Linked DNA regions of Arachis hypogaea: region 2 is linked to region 1. The links are chromatin contacts, called in public Hi-C maps. All regions are on one chromosome and are shown on one strand. The core of a region is the stretch at or near the end of the contact, and the rest is flanking DNA. Distances in the headings are between cores, read along the strand shown. Region 1 has its middle 6.9 kb from the start of LOC140182478. Region 2 has its middle 45 kb from the start of LOC112779599.

Region 1 (6,157 bases), core at 2,305-4,804:
GGACAAATAGGTCCCTAACCTTTTGTCCCGCGAACATTTTCGTCCCTGACAATTGAAAAATATTTTTAAGTCTCTGACCTTCACAAAACTTAGACAAATCAGTCCCTGACGGAAGCATTTGGACGGAGGAACTGATCCGTTCAAGTTTTGTGAAGGTCAGAAACTTAAAAATATTTTTCAATGGTCAAAAATAAAAATATCCGTAAGACAAAAGGTGAGGACCTATTTATCTTTTTCTCTAATTATTTTTCTAACCTTCAATTCCATATATGGCTTAGACTTTAAGATTATATATATAGCTTAGGGGGGACACACAGCTATTTACAATAAATTTCTCAATCGCTATAATCACTGAAAGATATTTACTAGCGGTTGATTAGCGATTTATTAATAATTTATTAGTTATGCCAAAGCTGTCACTTTAAATTTTTTTTTTTATGTAGGTGATCTATTTTTCTAAAAGGTATGTTTCTTAGTTTATGACTTTATGTTCCAACAAACATACGTTAAATAATTAAAGAGAAATGCTTGAAGTGCTTCTATCTTTTGATATTTTGTCGTCAAATTAAAAGCAAGCCAGAGTTTATTATTTTGTTATTATTATATATGAAAAAAAAATGATAGCCTGAGCATATATAAGATACACTCATGTCATGTGGAACGGTAGTCTGGAAATTGACACAACCTTGACTAATATAAAATATGAGGAGTAGAGAGAAGCATCTTCTCAATTTTTTTTATTAATAATTGAGTGAATAAAATATGATCTTTTAAATTTTATCTTTAATTTTATAAATTGGATTAAAAAAATGAAAAAAAGAGAACGCAATAAAAAATTAAAGATCACATTTTATTCTTTCACCAAAAGTAACCATAGAAGATTATAACTCTTCGTATGTTCACAATTGATTAGCTCTATTTGACAAAAATAACCACGGCCACAAGCCATACTCTCATAGCTTTGATTTCACCTTTAATCTTCTTCTCAACCTTCATGTCCATGTTAACATTCCTCTCCCTGTGGTCTATTGGAGCAATCGTCACATCAATACTACATTTATGTTCATTGAAGATTCTAATCAAACACCTTGCAAAACATTGCTATTCCCCATCAATTTCATCAATCCAAACAAAATAATTGCAATTTTGACTCTACAAAAGCCAAAAAATTGAAATATCAGAGATGCAGAGGAACCCTATACTTGTCTAACTATTATAAATAATGTTTCATACCTTCGAAGAAGGGCAACGAATAAACCATCTTTCAAGATTAGTAACCGTCAAAGATTCCAACAAGACAACATACTCACTTAGTAACATCTTCTATCTAGAATTTTCTTCTTCTTCATCTTCGAATGTGAAACTTCTGAAAATCTGCTTCCTTCGCTTGTAATTACTTCTCTCCTGGACATTACTCGAATTCTATGAGAATAAATTAATTCAGGGTTCTCCTGTGGAGTAGCTCGGAACGATGGATGATTGTGCTCAGATATGATTTTACCCTGCAAAAATTGGGTTCCAACTAAGAAGAACGAAGAAAACAATCCACGTACGTCACTCTGTTAAAGCTACATCAGACTTGACTATTTTTGACAAACGGAGTTAATCAATTATGAATATATGAGGAGTTATGATCTTCTATAGTTACTTTTGTTAGCGAATCAATCTTTTATAGTTATGTTTGGTGATTTAGTCTTCAATTTTTTTAATAATTAAGATAATCTATTACCGAAAGTAAAACTTTATATCACCAGTCCTGCATTGTTCAAAGACAAAATTTTACGTAAAATATTATTTTAGTTTTTAATATTTGTATTATATTTTAATTTAGTTTTTAATATTTTAAAATTTTTATTTTCATTTTAAATAATTTTAAACATGTTTAATGTAGTTTTATCATTAAATTTAACATTAATATTAAATAGAATGAATGAGTGACGTAAACATTAATAAAGTTATTAGTTAAGTCATATTTTTTTCTGTCTTAAAAAAGTATAACCAAAATTTTTTTGTGAAGATTTTTTTGTCAAAATTTTTTTTGGTAAAAAACTTCAAATTCTAACAATAAATCATCAATGTTTCAAAATTAAAAAAAAAATTTTTATATTAGTGATCATTGGTTGATCAATTTTACTTATATGCTAATCAAATGTTATTGGTTCTTTAATATACGAATTGTTTATGTCAAATTTAATAGTAGGATAATATTCAACCTACTTAAAATTTTGTTGAGATTAAAATAAGACGTTTAAAAATTTTTGGGATTGAAATAAGACATTTAAAATATTAGAAACCAAATTAAAATTTGGTCCAAACGTTTAAAATCAAAATAATATTTTACTCTAAAATTTTTTTATTTTATAAATATAAAACATCTTTTAATTTATGAGCTAACTTTCAATTCTATTTAGTGACGCCAGTCAGTGAGAAATTAATTTAAGCTAAAAAGTCCAGCAACAATTCGGTAAAGAAAAAGCAAAGTTTTCATATTATTGTTATGGGGAAAAAAATTGAGACTTATTGTTATGCAAAGCGTAAAATTATATTCATACTATGATATACGGACTGACAGTAATATGGAACACGTCGACATGCAATTTTTAAAATTTTACATGATACGGAGACACGCATACATATAAAATATAAAGTATTTTTTAGATAAATCGTGATGATATTTTGATATTTTATTAATATTAAAATATAAATTAAATTTTTTAATTATTTTAATGTCTTTTTTAATTATATCAAGTATATAAAATATTTTTTTGTTTTAATAAATAATAATATATACTATATCTAAATTTATTTTAAGAATATATGTTAAGAATAAGACTGGACACGCTGACACGTGATACTATTTAGGTGTGTCCAAACGTGTCTGGAAAAGAATTTTTTATTTTTTATTAAGATACGGTTGAATATAGCAAACACGCATATCAGATGAGTGTCAGTAAATATTGTGTTCAAAATATATCTGACACGCGGACACGACAACTCAGTAAAGTATCTGTACTTCATAGTATTCATATATATATATATATGGTGCACATGCGCAGTAGATGTTGTTATGTATAACAACCATGTAATTCTCACCAACAGAAAATTCCCAGCATATATAATGCAGCTATCACATTTATTTTTGTACTATCAATAGCACGCTTATGTAGATATGCAAATTAATTATGCACACAAATGGTTGCTAGAGATATTGCTATTATTATATATTATATATATAGTAATTAAAAAAAAGAATTTACTTTTCTATCTAGTGCTTACATAATTATTATTCAAGTACCTCAAAACGTTAATTGCTATATATATATTGCATTATATAACCCGCTAATGGAATTGGGTGTTTGTGCTGGATATATATAGATGAAGGACTAATGTGTCGAACAATTAGAGGCTTTGGAAGGGACCATATATGTTACTATGCATGGTTGCTATTTGAAGCCAAACCAGGGGTAGGTCATAGATAGGACCCATCCCACATGATGATCATGATCCTATATATAGTATGAGCATTATTATTATTATTATTATTATTATTATGATAATGTACCTCTTGTGCAGTCACTAATAGTATTTGCATATTGTATGTGCATGGTAGAATTTTTCATATGCTATAAGTGAGAATGTAGTTTTCATCAGCTTCCCTGGTTAACATGCACGGCCTCTATCTTATTTTTTCTTTCACTCACAGAGATACGGAATTTAATGCTTTATTATTATTATTATTATTATTATTATTATTATTATTATTATTATTATTATTATTATATGCAGCTTCATATATACTGGCACGGAAAAACAAGAGAAAATGACACTTTCTATCTTGGCTTATATGTCCGTACACTTTGGATATATGGAGTTAATGCATGCATGTATGCAATTAGTTTGTTAGTTTGATTCAGAGAACATATATACAACTATGTAATAGGAACAATTAAAGTAAACTACCCACTTATATCAAGGTTTTACTTATCCAAAATGGCTTATTAGTAGTGCCTTAGCTACTACATAAACATATACGATATAAATTAGAGAATTATCTTTTCATTTTAGCCAATATCATTCAATCTTTTTAAAATAATTTTTTTTATCTTAAATTTTAAATTTTAAATTTTAAACTCTCAATTCTAAATATTAAATTATAAATCTTTTAAAAAATAAGTTTTACAATTAAAAAAAATTGACTAATATTAAAAAATTAAAAATTAGTTTTTTGTACTTATTTTATTAATTATTCTATTTCGTTGTACTCGTACTATTATTTAGTAGAGTATTAACACATTGCTTGAAAAAAAATTACAATAGAACTCATCATATTTTCTCATATTTTTTAAGTAAGTGTTATGAAGTTATTCTTTTTGAACTGAACTCTAAACTTTTAAATCATAAAAATTTTGTTATCATATTATGAAACTATTTTTTAAAAAATTTAAACTAATAAAAAAATCTACATGAATAATAATATCTCTAATAATAAATATAAAATTGCATTATAGAATTAGTTTTTTTTGCCTATATTGTACGTATATTTAATTATTTATTCAATCAATCCATTCCTGCTTTAGAGAATTGAGTAATGTCTTCTTTAGAGAATTGAGTAATGTCTTCGGAGGGAATGGTTTGCATTGCAAATGCATAAAAATTAAATTCTTCAATATATTTTTATTTTATTTTTTGGTCAGGCAACAAATTTTTGTTTTGATCAATCAAATGTATTAATGATGAGCCCAAAGAAAATATATATTGCCCAAACATGCTAAAGAGTGGGAGCGGGATTATGTTCTTTCTTATTCAGAGCCCAAAACTATTGGACATCCACTTCACAATTTAGGTCCTATGACTTTATTTGAAGGATACAACAAAAACCCAGATAACCCAAAATAGAAAATAGTAAAACAAATCCAAAACGTATCTTTGTATTGTAATATACAAATATTTGTCACTGAGTTTTTGTTTTTTTTTTTTTTTTTTTTTGGTTTAAAAATTGGGTAAAGAAATTCAGGAAAAGAGAGTTCTAGTTGCAAACCAAGCGCGATAAAGTTACTCTTTGCTCATCTTCAGACAAGAAAATTACTATCTTTCTTAAAAGAGTATCCCAAAAATAAAATTTTATATCTAATTCTAAACTTTGATGCGCCAGACAATCAACACATTTATTGTCTTCTCTATAAATATTTACAAAGAAAATGTTCCATTTCCTATTCTTCCAATTATGAATGTTTCTGATCAAGACATTTGGATGATTTTTTTTGTTTTTTAGACTGTTGATAATCTCTATGACAGCCTTTGAATCACACTCCACTCTAACTTTTCTCAAATTCATAGTTCAGGCCAATTTGAGACCCTGATCTATTTCTTATAACTTTGTTTTGAAGGCAGCTGTTGTTGTACGAAAATCTCCCTATCCATTTACTATTCTCATTTCTCAATAAACCCCGCAGCTAGCTTTTTTGGTGAACCCATTCATAGACCCATCAATAAGAAAGGGGTGCCATCTAATAAGTTGTTCTTCTTTGGGTCTTCTGTAAATTCTTCTTTGTTCATTGTTGAATGCTTCCCTAATCTCTTCTACTTCCTTTAGAATCGTGGACCTCCTGATTTCTCCTCCAGATCTTCTAGACAGCGACAATGAAGATGTCTTTCCCCTTGAGGTTAGGGTTTATATTCAATTAGTTAAATAAGTTGAATTTTGTCCAATCTTTAAAGTTGAGGGCAAAAAATTTAGGTACTTCTTTTGGGTTTAACAAATTCACCCAAATCTGCATAAGTCTGGTGCAGTTTCTTAAGGCTCCGTTTGGTTCATGTCTCACAAAGGTTGAGACACATACACAAAGACATAAATATTGAGACAGGCACACATACACAAAGACATGGTTAAAAAGTATTGTGTTTATCAATTGGAAAAACTACCATTTGTACCCATGAACTTTACGAACACTGACAAAAGTACCCATGAAAGAAGAAAAGTGACTTTGTACCCATGAAAGGCTGGATCCGTCTGTCGATAGTACTCGAACGTCATTAAAACGTTAGCTCCGTTAAGTTAAAAGCCAACGTGGAACGTTAACTGCTTACCTGGCTTTTGAATTTTAATTTGAATTTTTTTAAGAACCTTCCAGGTGGATATAGAAGAGAGAGAGAGAGA
Region 2 (6,157 bases), core at 1,202-3,701, 55 kb before region 1:
TGTTTCAAACCAATGTTTATCTGTTATAGGGGAGTGCAGATTTTGGGATGCGTTTGAGTGGATTTGGAACTTTCAATGGAGGCGAGAGCTCTTTCAATGGAAGTTGAAACTTCTAAGTCAATTGCATGAGACTTTGAGACCTGTGAAATTAGTACATAACAGAGAGGATAGAGTGGTGTGGAAATATGATAGGCTAGGTGTCTTTACAACTAACTCATTTGTGTAGGTGATGCAGGAGGAAATGCTCCCAGAAGAGGTAACTAGCTACAACTTCACTAGAACTGTTTGGAAAGGGTTGGTTCCACCAAGAGTGGAGCTGTTTGCCTGGTTTGTTCTGATAGGAAGGGTGAATACAAAGGATAGGCTGAGTCGGTTTGGAATCATTGGTCAGGAAGATATTATTTGTGTTTTTTGCAATAATGATGTGAAACATATACATCACTTATTTCTAGGCTGTGCATTTGCTTGGCAGGTGTGGAGTTCTTGGATTTCAGCCTTTGGCCGACAATGGTCTTATCCGGGATCGATGAAAGAGCATTTTCTAAGTTGGACAGAGGAATCGAGGAGGATGGAGGAGCGTAATCAGCGGTTGAAGTGTTTCTGTGCGATCGTCTGGAATATTTGGCTGGAAAGGAATAGGGGGATTTTCCAGAACACAAGTAAAGATGTTGAAGAAATTATCAACATGACTTCGATCAGTGCTAACGAGTGGAGCAGTATGAATCCCTTTAGTTGTTGATGGCTAAGGCGAAGATGACATGAAGATTTTTTTTCGTGTTATTGTGGCTTTTGTTAAGTCAATTTTTAGTTTTGTGTGGCTCTGTTTGCTCCACTACTATTATATTAAGCTGTTTGCTTTAAAAAAAAAAGTTAATTTGATTTTGATCCTAATTTAGGAAGGTTTTATAATTTGAGGTTCATTTTGATTCTAAATTTAGAAGAGTTTTCATAGTTTAGGGTTAATTTTGATTCTGATTTTAGAAGATTTTTTAAAATTGATTCTTATTTTAATTTTAGAAGGATTTTCGTAGTTTAAAATTGATCTTGGTTTTGATTATTCTAAAAGGATTCTTATAGTTTATGGTTGATTTTAATTTTGATTTTTGAAGAGATTAACGGTTGGAATGAAAAAGATAAAGAATAATTTAAAAATTTTAAAAGTATTTTAATAGAGTCCATTCTAAATTTAACAATTGGTTATTATATTGTCGAAGAAAATTAATCTTTTATGATTATAATAATTTTATTTTTTTGGTTAATTTTGTCAGTATATAGATTTTTGGTGGTAAAAAATAATTATTTACTCTTATTTTATATTCTTAATTTAAATATTTTGTCTTTTTTAAAATAGAATCCAATTATTTTAAATAATAGCCTACTACTACTTCAACTGCTCACTATTATTTTTGCTATTTTATATTTGTATTGATTGTCAGCATATTAAACTTATTTTGATGTGTAATTCTAATTAAAAACTTAATTTATTTTGATACTCATTTGGTATATAAATTTTTTCTGTAACTATTCAATTATATATTGCTAAGTCAAATCAGTAAGTACAGTAATTAAATTTACTCCTGCTATTTATTTTTAATTTTTAATAGCAATCCAAATAGAAGAGTATAATTAAGGGTTCATAATTAATTAATTAAAAGAAGTTTACACTATAACAATATATTAAAATTAAACCTTATAATTGAAGAGTAACAAAGTGATAAAGTGGGCTTTAGTTTTCTTATTTTGTATTGGATGCAATGCCTCACAACGTGCTTCAACGTGGTGAACTTTAATTTATGAGCCAATATTATTTTATCTGGCTTTTTACTGGCAAAAAATCAGGTTAAGCATTCTCTTTAACTGGCAAAATTTGTTATGTAATTTAAAAAAAAAAAAAACTAGGTAATCAATAGTGTTTTATTCGATATATAATTAATAATCATTTTTATTTTTTTATTTTGTAAAAAAAAAAGATATAATTTTTAATAGTTAGTTTTTCTTTCCCTTATATTGGACATAAAATTATTGATCATATACATATAGCATGATTCTTATTTAATTTTGATAATTAGCTGTAACCTTTAACTTTAATTGTCACTGATAGCTTTAACATATATACAAGCATATATAAATATGATAATTTGACGTATTTGATTTCAACAAAAGCTTGAGTATGTATTCACACAAACAAACAAAAAATAAAATAAAATCATTAGAACTCAATTATTGAATGGGATGACAAAATGGATCAAGTAAGATATAAATGCATGGGAGTGGGACCCGAAAATTCATCAGTTATTCACTTATTATACCTGCATTTAGTCATTTATCACCCTTATTATTAGTTTATTTTCTTTTTCTCCGCTTCTTTTTTCTTTATAGCAGATATAAAGAGACTAAGAGAGCAATAAGTAAAGGGATGAAGTAGAAATTAAAAGGGTATATTAGTACTTCATCATTTGAAGAGTGGGAAGTGTTGGGAGAGAAGTAAGTTAGGTAAACATCTATCGAATGATACGCAAGGTGACACCGTGTTAAAATTATTGCTATACATAAAAATGAATAAAAATAGCTATATAATTGAGTGCGATAGAGATATGTAACATTATTATTTTTGCATTTTATCCATATATATGTCTTATTTATAGTCATTTAATTTTATACGATGGATTTTAATATAATTATATTATGGTAATTATGTAAATATTGTTAATATTAAAATTATATATTTTTTAATATTATAATAATATTTTTTAAAATACTGTAATCACTATAATTATTGTAATATAGTTATATTATATATTAATTCAATAGATATTTTTTACTAGATATTGCATGGGGATGTGATATTATATTAATTTGATGTAATAATAATAATAATAATAATAATAATAATAATAATAATAATAATAATAATAATAATTTCTTTGATTGATGCCTACCGTTCATTTGTTTGTTTTATAAAAAAAATTTTAAGTATATCATTACACCGATATTTCAGTAACTTTTAATCGTTAATTTTAATTATATATATTATATATATTTTTTATAAATAAAATCAACACTTAAAAATCAATGAAACATCGTTATATCGGTATATTTGAAAATTTTCATATTCCATATTGTCCTATATCTCCTGTGTGCTGTAAAAACTGAATAGTTGTTTGTCTCTTCCCTGTAGCTTCCTGCACTTCATTCTCTCTTAAATACCACTATACATATTATTATGGTTATGATTTGCATCTAGCCCAAATTAAAGTTATCATGTTTTTCTCATCTTTCTTTCTTTATATTCTTAATCTAATAATTAAAGTGTACTTGTTATCTATCATATGCTTATTGTACAATGTGCATGCATATGCACATACAGAAAGGAAAGTCGGTAACATTAATTGATGACAGGGAATCTACTAAAGTTTTGTTGCAGCCAAAAAGAAGAAATTAATCATGATTAAGAATATGAATGAACTCATCAACATAGAGAAAAACAATATAACATTTAATTTTAGGCATGTGTCATTTTATACACATATATAAACACTTGAATTAGGTCTACAACTAAGAACTTAAGCACCTCTAAACCAATTGCAATTAATGAGCAATGCCTTGGCTAGCAAGATCATCCAAAACTTGCATTAATATTTTACTGGGTGTTTGTTAGTGTGTTTCACTTAATGTTTTGGGGGTGTTAGTTTGATTAAAAATGCCACAAAATATTGAACAATTTTTTTGTAATTTATTTCTAGTTGTCAATTATACCCTTGTTAAATGAATACTTCACCTTCCACATTCTCATTTTCATGCACTACTTCACACAATATAATTGGGATGCATGGGAGAAGAAACAATATGCACAACAATAAATCAAACACTCCACTATATATTCTCATTAATTACTCTATCATAATGGGTTTGGTTTTCTATTTTGACACTCTCATTTGGTAACTTCTAATATACATCTATGCTTGAGTAGATATTTGGATGTTAATTGAAATGTTATTGAGAACTAAATGTGATTTTGTGTTTTTTTAGGAACGAAAAATTTAGAGTTTGATATTTGTTATTTTAAAAAAAAAAATTTAACATAAAGCAAATAAAAATTTATAAAAAATTATACAAAAATTCAAACAAACTTAAGAAAAATTCTTACTTGTAAAACTATATTAGATATATAATTGTTTATATATTTTTTGTTTAAGTTTTTGGAAAAAAATAGTTGAATAATAACATATATAATCGTGTATTGTCATATATAAATAAAAATAATTAATTTTTAAATTTTTTATTTAAAAAATTATTTAAATATATAAATCTAATTAGATGATTTTATTAAAATACTTTACATAATTATTGTATTAAAATTAAATTATACATTTATACCGATCTTTATTGTGTGCTTTTAGACTACTTGACCAAAAGTAAATTATTACTTATAGGAAGATTTATTATATATGATTTATTATCGATAAAAAATTATATTGAACCTAAATTATAATAATACATACAAATCAATTAAAAGGCCCCACAATAAAATGAGCCAACTTTAAAAGTTTATGATGTGTTTCACTAATTGATGCATTAATTAGATTAGGATACATTACTTTTGCATGTTATTCTTTAACCATATCCGGCGATGAAGGACAACTCAGCTACCATAGGTAAATAAATTTTAGTTAATTAGAAGAAAACTACCATATACTATTACATTTTATCATCTTTAATTTGGAAAACTTTTAACAATTTTGTTTTATTTGTGTGTGTGGGACTCTACTACAAAATTTAATTTTCATCATACAGCTCATAAATAACTTCAATAATTGCCTGCCCATGAATGTCCTTATATTCGCCAACCAAGAAAGAACTAAATTCCTAAACGTTCGATCTGCCTTTGTCTTATAACTAACTAGAAGATAGTAGAAGGGGGTGATTATAATTTATATTGTATTCCTTGGAGTGAAAGAAACCCCTCTTTAATTTCTTATTAAAATTTAAAATAGTATTTAGAAATATGATGGGATTAATTTAATTTCAATTTTTTTTCCAACCTATATATCACTCACCCCGCACTATTGTTAGGAAACACATCCTATTAATTTGACTTGAAGCATCAACATTTATGACAGATATGAAATAATTTTTGTATTTATGTTCAAAGCGGTTACAAAATAATTTTATAATATTAATGTTTTTATAATTTGTATAGAAAGTCTCTTCTACAGGTTGTGAGACTTGCGAGTCGTGGCGTTTGTCGGATCGTCTGACTGGAGCGATAGAAGGTGATACCTGCAAAGACACTTTGATGTTTAAATTAAAATAAATCTAAAAGGTATAAAATGTGTAGAATGAATGATAAATTTGAGAAAATTTGAAACTCTCCTTTATATAAATAATGATAATTATCTTATCTTATTTTATTTGATTAAAATAAAAAAATATTTAAATTTAAGTGTTAGTTACAAATTTAGTGGACCGATTTCAAATCTTCTAAAAGGAGGGAGTAGATCAAACCCGAATAACCGGGTCTAAAGACTATAGATACGAGATCCAAAAATTGGATCCCTAACATAATTAAAATGTTTAGAATTTAAATTAACGGTAATAACTAATAAGTCAATAACCATTTAGCGCATTATCATGGCTATTTACTTTAAGATTGGTCATTAAAAGATCTGTAATAAAGAGTTGTTAATTGTGTCATGAAATTATTTTTTTTTAATTTTAAATTGATATAAAAAAGTATATAAATTATTATATTTCTAACACATTTTTTTAAACAAGAATTTCAGATTTTTTAGGTTTGCTTAAATTTTTACTTAAACCGTTTTTTTTTGCTATTTATCTTTTTTTTAAAGATAACAACTACTAAACTCTAAATTTTTTAATTATAAAAAATTTGATATCATATTATTAAATTACTTTTTTAAAAAATTTAAATTAATACAAAAATATATATAAATGATTATATTTTTAGCGGGTTAAATAGAACTATTAAAGAAACAGATAATAATAAATTGAGCGAAGTATATTTTTGAATTATGAGACATATTACTAAAACATATATTTGTATATGATTTGAACATTGAAGTGCTTTTTATAAGTATCTATACTTTTTTTTATTTGTGTATATTTTATTTTGGTGAAGGAACAAGAACTGGATGAT

Evidence for each region. Hi-C and Micro-C count contacts between places; a contact is called where the count stands out from the background.
Region 2: a Hi-C map of leaf shows a contact between it and region 1, with 2.9 times the contacts expected there. The contact joins two enhancer-like sites. A contact is called at or near these places in 4 of 8 Hi-C or Micro-C datasets (leaf and an unstated tissue).

The regions. Positions count from the first base shown.
Region 1 is chr19:150,787,023-150,793,179 of arahy.Tifrunner.gnm2.J5K5, reverse strand. No RefSeq gene overlaps it. Among protein-coding and RNA genes, the nearest start is that of LOC140182478, 6.9 kb to the left of the region's middle. Within about 2 kb of position 3,554, at least 1 of the 3 cell types and tissues checked has open chromatin away from gene starts, as enhancers often do.
Region 2 is chr19:150,840,540-150,846,696 of arahy.Tifrunner.gnm2.J5K5, reverse strand. No RefSeq gene overlaps it. Among protein-coding and RNA genes, the nearest start is that of LOC112779599, 45 kb to the left of the region's middle. Within about 2 kb of position 2,451, at least 3 of the 3 cell types and tissues checked have open chromatin away from gene starts, as enhancers often do.